3 separate regions of the Mus musculus genome follow, and all the other regions are linked to region 1. Evidence: chromatin contacts called from public HiChIP or PLAC-seq and promoter capture Hi-C data. All regions are on one chromosome and are shown on one strand. The core of a region is the stretch at or near the end of the contact, and the rest is flanking DNA. Distances in the headings are between cores, read along the strand shown.

Region 1 (3,691 bases), core at 801-3,300:
TAAGAGCAGTAACTGTTCTTCCAGAGGTCCTGAGTTCAATTCCCAGCAACCACATGGTGGCTCCTAACCAAATGTAACGGGACCTCTTCTGGTGTGTCTGAAGATCGCTACAGTGTATTTATATACATTAAAAAGACCCGGGCAGTGGTGGCACACACCTTTAACCCCATAATCCCAGCATTTGGGAGGTGGAGGCAGGTGGATTTCTGAGGCCAGCCTGGTCTACTGAGGGCTACACAGAGAAACCCTGTCTCAAATATAACCCCCACCCCCCAAAAAAAGACACACTGTAGCCTACTTTTCACCCACCTGTTTAAAAGACATGCATGCCTCCAGGCCAGTGGAGAAATCTCTTAGGAAACATTGCCCCACATGCTAGCAATGAGAAAGAATAGGGACCCCAGACATATCCCAGAAAGTGGGGGGCACGAAGAGAAGAGAGTTCTATTCGACAAGCACCTATGACATGGGACCCTGAGCTGATCTCTTCCCATGAACTCGTTTGAAGAATACCATTTAATATTTCAAAAAGCACTCAACCATAATCCTGTAACAGATGAGAAAATCTAGAAAAATATACAGAAGAGGTCACTCAAGCTGGGAAAGTCGAGAGCCAAAACCAGGTGTGACATGCAGGCCACTCTGCCTTCAGAGTCAGGAGAAACTAGGAAACCAGCCAAGGTTTCCTGGTTGATATAGAATCGGGACTAAGGAGAAAGAACGGCAGGAGGTTGAAGGCAGCCTGGAAACCATCTCATGAGCTCCCTGAAACCTAACCTCAGGCTGTGCTTTCACTTACAGGCTCCAGACTCTAATGTAGGACCTGGTCTTCATTAGGTCCTATGCATATTCACTGAATAAGACCATATGCCAGCCCATGGCTAGACTCAGAAAGAACAGAGAATCCTGCCTTACCCTCATGGCATTACAGTCTAGTAGGAAAGACAGACAAAGGAAGAAGACATCAGGGCCATCATACCTAGGTGCACATGGTACATTAGAAGGAGAAATCAAGGTTGGAACAATATGGGAAAGCTTAGCCAACTGAAGGACAGCTCCTGTCGTGATAGAGTTGTTGTCTAACAGGGCAGTACATGCCTGTAGTCCCAGTACCTGAGACGCTAAGTCAGGAGGATTAAAAGTCAGGGGCCAGAGCTTAAAAACAAACAAACATGAAAAACAATGGCTAGTTTGTACCTCTGCTCCTGGTTCCATGGAGATAGGAGTTTCCCATCAGCTCCTAATCCCCATCTGACCCATTCTGCCTGCCTCCAACTGCCCAGCCGTACCACCATGCTCCCCTCCCTAGCTGTGCAGTGGCTAGGGACCTGACTTGGGCATACGTTTCTGGAGATCCAGGATGGTGTAGAGGATGGTGATGCCGTCCAGAGCCTCCCGTCCGATCTCCTCATCAGGATCCCCGATTCGAAGAAGGAGCCTCCCCAGCAGAAGACCCAGTGTTGGGAAGCCCGAGGATATCTGTGAGTGTCACAATCACAGGGAGGGAGTCTATAGCTACATAGTGCAGGGCAAGAAGACCTGCCCAGCTGCAGAAGATCAACTGAGAAGTCACCGGAATGCCCCCACCCCCGAACACCCACTAAGAATGGCAGGGTCACACCCAGGAACACTCACTAAGAATGGCAGGGTCACAAGTGTGTGGTTCAACACAGAGACGTTGCTGTTCACAGCCCGAGCCCGCTCGTGGGCCTTCCCAGAGTTCATCCAGGGCCCTAGGGGCTGTGGGGACAAGGGAGAGATTCTGCTACCATTGTCTGCCAGCCCCTGCTGTCTGTGGGTAAGTCAGTAATCTGCAAGAAGCTTCCAGAAGAAGAAAGAAGGCAATTTGCCACCGTCTTCCTTCTCTTCCTGAGGATCAATGACAGGTGGGGTTTGAGCTGAGAAGGGGACTCAGAGCAAAGGAAGGGACGGGGTCAATGAAGAGAGAAGAGACATGGATAACAATGGAGAAAGGGGTGGGGCAAGAGCAGTGGCTGTAGGGGAATTGCAGACAGTGACTCAGGAAGCTGAGATAATAGGATCAAAAGTTCAAGGCAGTGCTGGGCAATTCAGTGTGACTGTGTATACAGATAAACAAGGAAAGAGGGAACAGGACTCTGCTGTGGCTCAGAGGTAGAGGGCTTGCCTCGCAGGTACAAGGGTTTGGGTCCAACCCTCAGCGTCACCAAAACTAAATAACAGCGTAAAATACAACATGGAAGCAGGGCACTGGCTCAGGATGACGCCACTCCTTCAGAGCCCACCTCCCACTTGTATGAAGCCATTTTCCTACTTCCTTCTCCCTTTCCCTGCTTGCCCCGTGTCGTCCCCACCCCCCCACCCCCCACGCCGCACCTCCAGGATGCTCTTCAGCCCAGTAGGAGTGGGGTCTTCAATAAAGAGGGCATTCAGAAGTTTCTGCAAGGAATCCAAGGTCTGGTAGTAAAGGATCTGTGGACAGGAGGACAGAGCTGCTGGGAGCTTGTTAGACACCACCGCCCTCTGCTGGCACGACTTGTAACTACAAGGGGCTGCCAGTTCCTTCCACAGCAAGGATTCTGGCCATGACTTTGGGCCCTCTCAGGCCACCAGCTTGAGAATCCAGAACCCAGACGCTATCTTATCTGTCTGTGTGGCCTCACCCCTACCTATTATACAGCACGCCTGTCAGAGTCCCTGTCCCCCCACCCTCCAGTCTTCAGTCACATCACTTATCATCCTGGCAGTTGGCATGGGTTCTGTACAGGTTCTCTGCCACCCTCTTCCAGGAAACCACGTGCTCCATCCACCCTAGGCCATGTTCCTCATCCCATACTCTTTTTGATACCCCATGGTTTATGCTTGCAGCACTGACTACTGCGGAGATTTTTGGGTACTGGGTTCTTTGATGGCATCCATCTCCTCCACCGTCACACTACTGCGAGACTACCGTAGTGACCTGGAGAGGAACATGGCTAATACCTGCTGAGAGAAAGGGTAGCCGAACAGCTGGACCCCCCCTCTCACTCAACATCCCGCTTGACCCTAGCTCTCCTTGCATCTTATACCTTAGTATCCCCTGCTGTGGTACCTCCAGGAATGATTCTGCAGAGACTTAAAGATGCTCACCAAACCCCCTTTGAGGCTCTGTTCTCCAGGTCTCTGCCCAGTTTCCCCCAGTCTTCTTCCATAGAGCACAGTCCTCAGTACTACCCTCTTATCCTGCCCACTTCCTACGGCCTTACAGCATCTATCTATATCCCTGATACAGGACAGGGCCCTCCTAAGGAAGCCATTACTGCAACAGTTCACCCTTCTGCTGAATAGCTATCAAGTATCTGTTCAGACTGTCGCAGGTGACGTGAGGTGCTCCGGGCCACTCAGCCAAGGAGTAAGGGAGACCATCTATAGAAAGCCCCCACTCACCCCTGAACCTTGTCCCTTCTGAGGATGTCCCCAAACCTAAAGCCGAACCAGGAGGGTCCAGCTCACCTGGATGACTTCGGCCTTGGACTCGTCCTTCTCCTGCATGGCCTGCACGGAGGGCAGTGAGAACACGCTCCGCACACAGGTGTTCACCAGCTCCACCCTCTCCCGCACGCTCAGGATAGGCTTGGTGTGACTGAGAGAGACAGGATGCCAGGTGTGGAGTGAGGGGGGGGGCAGAGGATGCAGCATGGGGAAGGGGACACCTGACTTAGGGAGGGTCACC
Region 2 (3,809 bases), core at 619-3,118, 640 kb after region 1:
ATCCTGAACTCACAGAGAACTGCCTGCCTCTGCCTCCATTTCCTGAGTGCTGGGATAAAAGGCATGCACCACAATGACCAGCCTTAATTATTTATTTTTGAAATGTATGTGTGTGAACGGGTGTTTTGACTGCATGTATTTCTGTGTAGCACTTGCTTGCCTGTTGCCCTAAGGGGTCAGGGGAGTGAATCAAATTGAAATTGGAGATCCAGACAGTTGTGAACTGTCACATCAGTTCTAGGGATCGAATCTGGGTTCTGGAAAAGCTGCTAGTGTTCTTAACTGCCGAGCCTTCTCCAGCCCTCATATTTAACTCCTGAGTATGTATTACATGTCAATCACTGCTTAGAATAGCTCGTGTCTGGGTTTACTTGTTTGGTTCTCCCAAGAGCCTCACGGGTAATCTTCCTTGCATTCTGCAGGCAGGGAAACTGAAATAGGAAGGTTATGTAACTCTCCACCCAAAGTTGCTTTGCCTAGGATTAGAACCTACGGCCTGGAGTATGCTTTGCCTCAGGCACCTCGTTGCCTCACAGTAAAGCTCTGAGTGCAGTGTCTGATGTCTAACCAGTGCTTAATAAGCAGTGGCTACAGCCACGGTAGAATTTCCTTCCCCTTCCTTACCTACCCAAGGAAAAGGAATTATGTCAGCAAAGCTGGTGGCTCAATAAGGCCATTCCAACATGAAAAAATAAAAAATAAAAATAAAAACAAAAGACCTGTGATGGAGCCCCCGAGGGTTCTGGGCAACATGCTTTCATCAGAGTCCGACTGGAATTCCTAGGAGGGGCCTGTCTTTGCAGGAGGTGCTAATTGAATTATTTGCCAGTTTTCACGTTGGAAGGACAGGTGCCTTGGTTTAGCGTGCTCTGGGATTGTCACTTCAGAAGGAGGGCAGTCCTGGGAATGCTGTTCTTCAGGAGAGGACAGAAGATCAGGAGAGCGCCCAGCAATGGTCCCCAGGAGGTGCTGATCCACATAACACAGAGTATTTAGGTGGGAAGAAGCTAGCGTGGAGATAATTCAGGTGCCTCTGAGCTGGAACTCCGTATTTCAGAGACAGATCACTAGATGGCACGCAGAGCAGGTTAATCTGCACCCAGGGCATTTTAATGCATTTGCTAAGGAAATCAGTGTAAGCTCTTGTTTTGCTAGAGAGGAAAAACGTGTTCTTCCAAGGGGGTAGTTGGGTTTTATTTGATCTAAAAGCTAAGTATATTTAGACACTTTTAGTGAAGCTCTCTAAAGTATTTCAGTTACATAATTCAGTTGTTTCTATTAGAAATTTTTAGTCACCAAGTCCATTATAAAACCATAAAGGAGACACAAGTCACTACCACAAAGACACATGCTAAGGGGCTCATTACATCAACAAATGTTCATAAAGCACCTACTGTGTGCTGGGCCCAGGAATAGTGTGTTAACACCCCGACAGGGAGCTTGCTAAAGGCTTGATGGAGATGGAACCGCCCTGTCACCCACAGTGTCTATCGCAGCGACTGTCATCTATGCCTATGCCTGGCTGGTCCCTCTGGCCCTCTGGGGCTTCCTCCTGTGGAGAAACAGCAAAGTGATGAGCATGGTTTCCTATTCCTTTCTGGAGATCGTGTGTGTCTACGGCTACTCGCTGTTCATCTATATCCCCACAGCAGTAAGTACCATGCGGGTGAGTAGGCAGAGCCCTGCTGTTTTGGGTGGAAAATTAGAAAATTCAACAAAGTATCCCACGGGGGCCTTGTTATTTCCAGCCTAATGCTCCCACATCCCTGGAGGCTCCTTTTGAATTTAAATTGCAGGATGGATGGGTGCTGGGAAGGCAAGGGCTTTGGCTGTGTTCATCTGTCTGCACGCTGCTACTAGGGTGCTCTGCAAAGCCTAGCTCTGCAAAGCAGTGCTCTGAGCCGCTGAGTGCAGGCTCAGGAGTGGTGTGAACACATGTGCCAGGAATGAGGCACTCACCTCACACTCTCTCTTTTCCCAGGTCCTGTGGATCATTCCCCAGAGGGTTGTTCGTTGGGTCCTTGTCATGATTGCCCTGGGCGTCTCAGGCTCTGTGTTGGTAATGACATTTTGGCCAGCTGTTCGTGAGGATAACCGGCGTGTCGCCTTGGCCACCATTGTGACAATCGTGTTGCTTCATGTGCTGCTCTCTGTGGGCTGCTTGGTATGTTCTTGACGTGCCTGCTTGGTACTGTACTTATTTATTTACTTATCTAGGACGTACGAGTGTAGGCACATGCAAGCCACAGCTCACGTGTAGAGGTCAGCAGACAACTTCCAAGAGTCAGTTCATTGTTTCCACCATGTGAGTTTTGGGGATCAAGCTCATGCCACCAGGGTGCCCTAAAAGCCCCTCTACCATAAGAGCAGTCTCTCCAGCACCATAGGTGTATATCATGCGCACATGTCAACACTTACTCTGCAAATCCTTACACTTACCAGACACAGTGGTGCTTTTAAAATGGATCCTATGAACTAAATGTCAAGACTGCCCTGGGAAGGAAGCTGGTAAAAGGGTGAGGATTGGGTTCTACTGTCTGGTTTTCCTTGTTTCTGTGACGTGGTTAAGATTCAGCGTTTAAACCAGGCAGTCGTGGTGCATGGCTTTAATGCCAGTGCTCTGGAGGCAGAGTTGGGCAGATCTTTGAGTTCAGGGCCAGCCTGGTCTACAGAGTGAGTTCCAGAACAGCCAGGGCTACACAGAGAAACTAACTGGACAGTCAGATTTGCCAAACGGCAAACTTAAAGTTCAGTGAGGAATTCTATCTCAAATCAGTAAGGTGGAAAGAACATGGTGTTCTGCATGCTCTCTGCATGAACATAGCATGCATGAATCTGCACACTCTTTGCATCTCTCTCTCTTTCTTCTCTCTCTCTCTCTCTCTCTCTCTCTCTCTCTCTCACACACACACACACACACACACACACACACACACAGGTACTACCCAAATAAAGTCAAAATAAGTTTTAAAAGAACCAGTTTTGGGGTTGGGGATGTAGCTCTGTTGATACCACTGAGAGTCCTGGGTTGGTTTCCCTGTACCACAACACCCCGTTTATGTGGTGCCTGTAATTCTCTCGTTTGGGAAGTAGAGACAGGTAGAGTCAACATTCATCATTGGCCTCAGCTACCTAAGGATGTGGAGGCTGTCCCAGGCTAGAGACCTTACCTAAAACAAACACAAATAAAAATAAAAATGAAAATTACGTGGCACCTGTGTCAGGACCTTCAGGATATGCCCATGACACTTCAGGACACTCTACTAAAGGCAGAACTTTCCTGCCTGTCTTAGTCAGGGTTTCTATTCCTGGACAAAACTTCATGACCAAGAAACAAGTTGGGGAGGAAAGGGTTTATTCGGCTTACACTTCCATATTGCTGTTCATCACCAAGGAAGTCAGGACTGGAACTCAAGCAGGTCAGAAAGCAGGAGCTGATGCAGAGGCCATGGAGGGATGTTCCTTACTGGCTTGCCTCACCTGGCTTGCTCAGCCTGCTCTCTTAACCCAAGACTACCAGCCCACAGATTGTCCCACTCACAAGGGGCCTTTCCCCCTTGATCACTAATTGAGAAAATGCCTTACAGCTGGATCGCGTGGAGGCATCTCCCCAACTGAAGCTCCTTTCTCTGTGATAATTCTAGCCTGTGTCAAGTTGACACCCAAAACCAGCCAGTACACTGCCCATCATGCCGATCAAGAATTTTTCTGGAAAAGAGCCAATGAGATGAGATGGCTTAGTGGTTAGAGATGCTTGCTGCCAAGCTCCATGACCTGAGTTCAGTATCCAGGACCCACACGCTGGAAGG
Region 3 (3,341 bases), core at 236-2,735, 980 kb after region 1:
ATGTGGCAGCTCACACCTGCCTGTAATTCTAGTTCCAGAGGATAAGACACCCTCACACAGACATGCATGCCGGCAAAACACCAATGCATTATAATAAATAAATTATAAGATATAAATATAATTTTAAAAAAACTCAAGAAATCTACTTCAACCAGGAAAGCAACCTACAGCATAAAGAAACAATGTAATTAATGCACAAAGCGAGGGGGAAAAAAAATCTTAGTGAACCAGCCCATCCCCCTGGCCAACTAGCAGAAAGTTTTATTCCCCACCACATCAGGTGAAATGGAACAAGTGAGTGTGAGTACAGGTGCGTTAGGCTAGACACTGCAGTTAGGATAAATTAGCCTCGGCTCAGTGAAAGGAGGGTGCGCAGGCGCAGTTTAAGGTGAACAGCCACTCAGAAAAAGACTCTCCAGCAGGAGAAAAATGGCAGGCGGGGAGGGGGAGGGGTTGCCACGCAGGCACAAGAGATCTAGACCTGGGAGGGGGGAAGGGATGCCGTGCAAACGCGCTAGAGGGGCCACGGAAAGGCGCCACTGCCAAAGCTGCCCAGCTGCCATCTTTTTTTTCCTCTTGCAAAAGTACAGAGGCAGAAAACTGCATCTCAACAAAGCCCCCCTGCACTGCACATTCTTCCCTACCAGCTTTTTCCCATTGCTATCATCAGAAGCCACCCACCCAAATCCTTGTCTGGGAACAGGTTCTCAAGCGGGGTTACCTGGGGAAGGCGCCTTTCCCACCCCGGCACCAGTCTGGGACTCCAGCTTAGAGCCGGAGGCTGCTGGCCTGGTACAGGCCGGAGGAACCGTCGGCTGCACGAGGCTGGGCTTACCGTAGTCGGCGAACGGCAGTCGGGGCACGGGCCGCACTGGCCCTGGCACTGGCACGGGCCGCACTGGCAGGTGCTGATCCGGGTAGCAAAGCTCCGGCCTGGGCGCCTGTGGCATGAGCTGGGGCAGCCACGCGGAGGAACGGTCGCGCAGTCCCCCGGGGGCCCCTGGTCCAGGCTGGAAGGTGCTGGGGCCCGGGCGGCCACTTGGGCCCAGCTGGAAGGTGCTCGGGCCTGGGCTCGGGGCCTGCGGGGGCCTCTCGAGGAAGCAAGTGGCCGTGGGGCCTGGCCCAACGCCTCCCGGAACCGCCCTAGGCAGTGGGCAAATGCTGGAGCTCAAGGCGGTGGCCGCCGCTGCTGGAGCCCTAGGAGGCAGCTGGGGACCCTGCGTGCCCACGGTCGCCACCTGCTCCTCGGCAGCTTGGGTTCTGAGAACCTTCTGGGCAGCCATGATCTTCTGGCGCTCGGTGATCAGGTAGCACTTGTCACAGATGCACTGCTTCCAGCGGCATTTGCCCGTATGGCCCTTGACTGGTACCAGATAGCCATGGTTCCGGCACCTAGAGCACTTGGGGGCGCGAAGCATCTTGTCGTCTAGCTGGGCAAGCTCTGCTTCCAAACGCAGCCACCACTTCCCGAAGCTGCAGAGCAAGTGAAGCAGGAATGAGCGGTGCCCCCATAAGTCCCTGGTGCTGGGGACATTGGATACACTTGTAACAAAACAGCTCGCTGAATGTCCGGAGAACTGCAATAGGACTCTTGCATTTTTTCCACTTTCTGTGTGTGTGTGTGTGCTAAATTTACCGTGTTTCTGTGTGTTGGGCAATGGTGTACGGTGTAAATTAAAAATGAAATACTTATTACATGTATGTCATACGAGTTATTTGAAGTTTTCGGCACTTGAATTTTCAAACTTCCTGTTCCCGCCAAATTGTAACTGGAAAATAGATTTTTTTTTTTTTTTTTTTTTTTGAAAAAAGGCGGACTTCTACTCAACGGTCGAGGGTTTTAAAACTCCCAATGAACAGAGCTGTTAGTAAACCCGTACTATTGGAAAGTTCCAGAGAACACTGTGTTTTTCCTCCCCGAAGCAGCTGCTTCTGCTTCATCTCGCTCCTCTGTAGAGAAAAAGAGCAGTTCTGCTTCCAGAATATTCTTCAGCGCTTAGTGCAGTGTTGGTTACTTACAGGCATTGCAGAAACCATGAGTTTTTGAGTCCTGTTTGTGTAAGCACTAGGGTCTGAAAAATGCATGCTTAATAATGTTCTAAAGTGCCGGGCGTTGGTGGCGCATGCCTTTAATCCCAGCACTTGGGAGGCAGTGGCAGGCGGATTTCTGAGTTCGAGGCCAGCCTGGTCTACAGAGTGAGTTCCAGGACAGCCAGGGCTACACAGAGAAACCCTGTCTCGAAAAACAAAAAACAAAAAGCAAAAACAAAAATAATGTTCTAAAGCAAAACATGATAGTTCGGAACTAATTTGAATTACTGGCTTTTGGGTTTGTTTGTGTGTGTGTGTGTTTGTGTGTGTGTGTGTGTTTCTTGTTTCATATGGTCTTTTAATTGTCTTTATGAAGCCAAACACAACTACTTAAAAAAAAATTCCCTAGCCACTGGAAATACATTGATGAAGCATGCATACTTCTCTCAGGAGAGGGGCCATATAAGTAAACATTTGCAAGAGCCTTCCTCAGACATCTGCTCACCCAGTATAGGGCACACAGCACGGTGTGTTCAGACCTAACTTAGGGGGGCTTGCCCCTCCAGGATGGCCTTTATTCCCAGAATCTACCAATATCACAAGGAGCCACAATTTGCTTGTTTTGTGACAAAGCATGTGTTCCAGTCGGTTCACTCTGAGAGAAGGGGAGCTCCCAGCTTTGGAGAGTAATTCCACCCAAAAGAAAAAAAAATCACATACATGCACACACACACACACACACAAGCAAGCACAATCTCCATGAAAAAAAATCTAATAGCCTACATACAACCTGTCATTTAAATATATATACATATATGTGTGTATACACACACATACACACGCGCGCGCGCACACACACACACACACACACACACACACACGCTATCTGCCTCCTGAGTGCTGGGTTAAGGGCATGCACCACTACGCCAGGCTGTGGTTCTTTTTTTTTCCTTTTCAAAAGAAATATCTATGGTGTCTTTCAAAAGGTTTTCAAAAGGTAAAGACAGGCAGTGCTTTAAATAGTAAGCAGGCCATCTCAGAGGGTCAGAAGCAGCGCGACTATGTTCAGCGCGACTATGACTAAGATCAGAACTAAAAGACTACAAAAGTGGAACTATATCCCTACACCGTGCAGATTCCCTGGAGCTCCCTAAAGCCAGAAAGAAGTCTTACCCCACTGCATTAACTGTAGGATCTGTCCCAGCTGAGTCCCCGCGGTGGCCATCCTGACTCGGGCTGCTGTAGTTTTGAACCTCAGCAGAAATCGCTGTGGGACTCGGACACCATCTGCCCACTTCCCTCTGGAGAAT

The links. Promoter capture Hi-C pulls out the DNA fragments that hold promoters and counts their contacts. HiChIP or PLAC-seq counts read pairs in DNA pulled down with a chosen protein or histone mark.
Region 2: a contact with region 1 is called in a promoter capture Hi-C map of hippocampal neurons, with 4 times the contacts expected there. The contact joins two enhancer-like sites. A contact is called at or near these places in 3 of 39 promoter capture datasets (cranial neural crest, hippocampal neurons and pre-B cells), 4 of 484 Hi-C or Micro-C datasets (the HL-1 cell line, cardiomyocytes, cerebellar granule neurons and 1 more), 1 of 115 datasets of contacts at active chromatin or transcription factors (embryonic stem cells) and 1 of 9 other capture datasets (embryonic stem cells).
Region 3: a contact with region 1 is called in an H3K27ac HiChIP or PLAC-seq map of embryonic stem cells, with 5 times the contacts expected there. The contact joins the promoter of Dmrtb1 here to the enhancer-like site in region 1. A contact is called at or near these places in 2 of 39 promoter capture datasets (embryonic stem cells and pre-B cells), 2 of 115 datasets of contacts at active chromatin or transcription factors (astrocytes and embryonic stem cells) and 1 of 9 other capture datasets (adipose tissue).

What each region holds. Positions count from the first base shown.
Region 1 is chr4:106,706,116-106,709,806 of GRCm38.p6, forward strand. Mroh7 (maestro heat-like repeat family member 7) reads right to left here. Exons shown (of 24, transcript NM_001126487.1): 7 at 3,472-3,601; 8 at 2,356-2,451; 9 at 1,636-1,740; 10 at 1,344-1,479. Among named protein-coding and RNA genes, the nearest start is that of Mroh7, 20 kb to the right of the region's middle. Within about 2 kb of position 2,051, at least 49 of the 459 cell types and tissues checked have an H3K27ac peak or open chromatin away from gene starts, as enhancers often do. A contact at or near this core is called in embryonic stem cells and hippocampal neurons, where this site is marked.
Region 2 is chr4:107,343,028-107,346,836 of GRCm38.p6, forward strand. It overlaps Yipf1 (Yip1 domain family, member 1), which reads left to right. Exons shown (of 10, transcript NM_145550.3): 7 at 1,485-1,651; 8 at 1,982-2,164. Among named protein-coding and RNA genes, the nearest start is that of Ndc1, 23 kb to the right of the region's middle. Within about 2 kb of position 1,869, at least 13 of the 459 cell types and tissues checked have an H3K27ac peak or open chromatin away from gene starts, as enhancers often do. A contact at or near this core is called in hippocampal neurons, where this site is marked.
Region 3 is chr4:107,682,745-107,686,085 of GRCm38.p6, forward strand. It overlaps Dmrtb1 (DMRT-like family B with proline-rich C-terminal, 1), which reads right to left and starts at 1,486. Exons shown (of 4, transcript NM_019872.2): 1 at 836-1,486. The coding sequence starts at 1,418.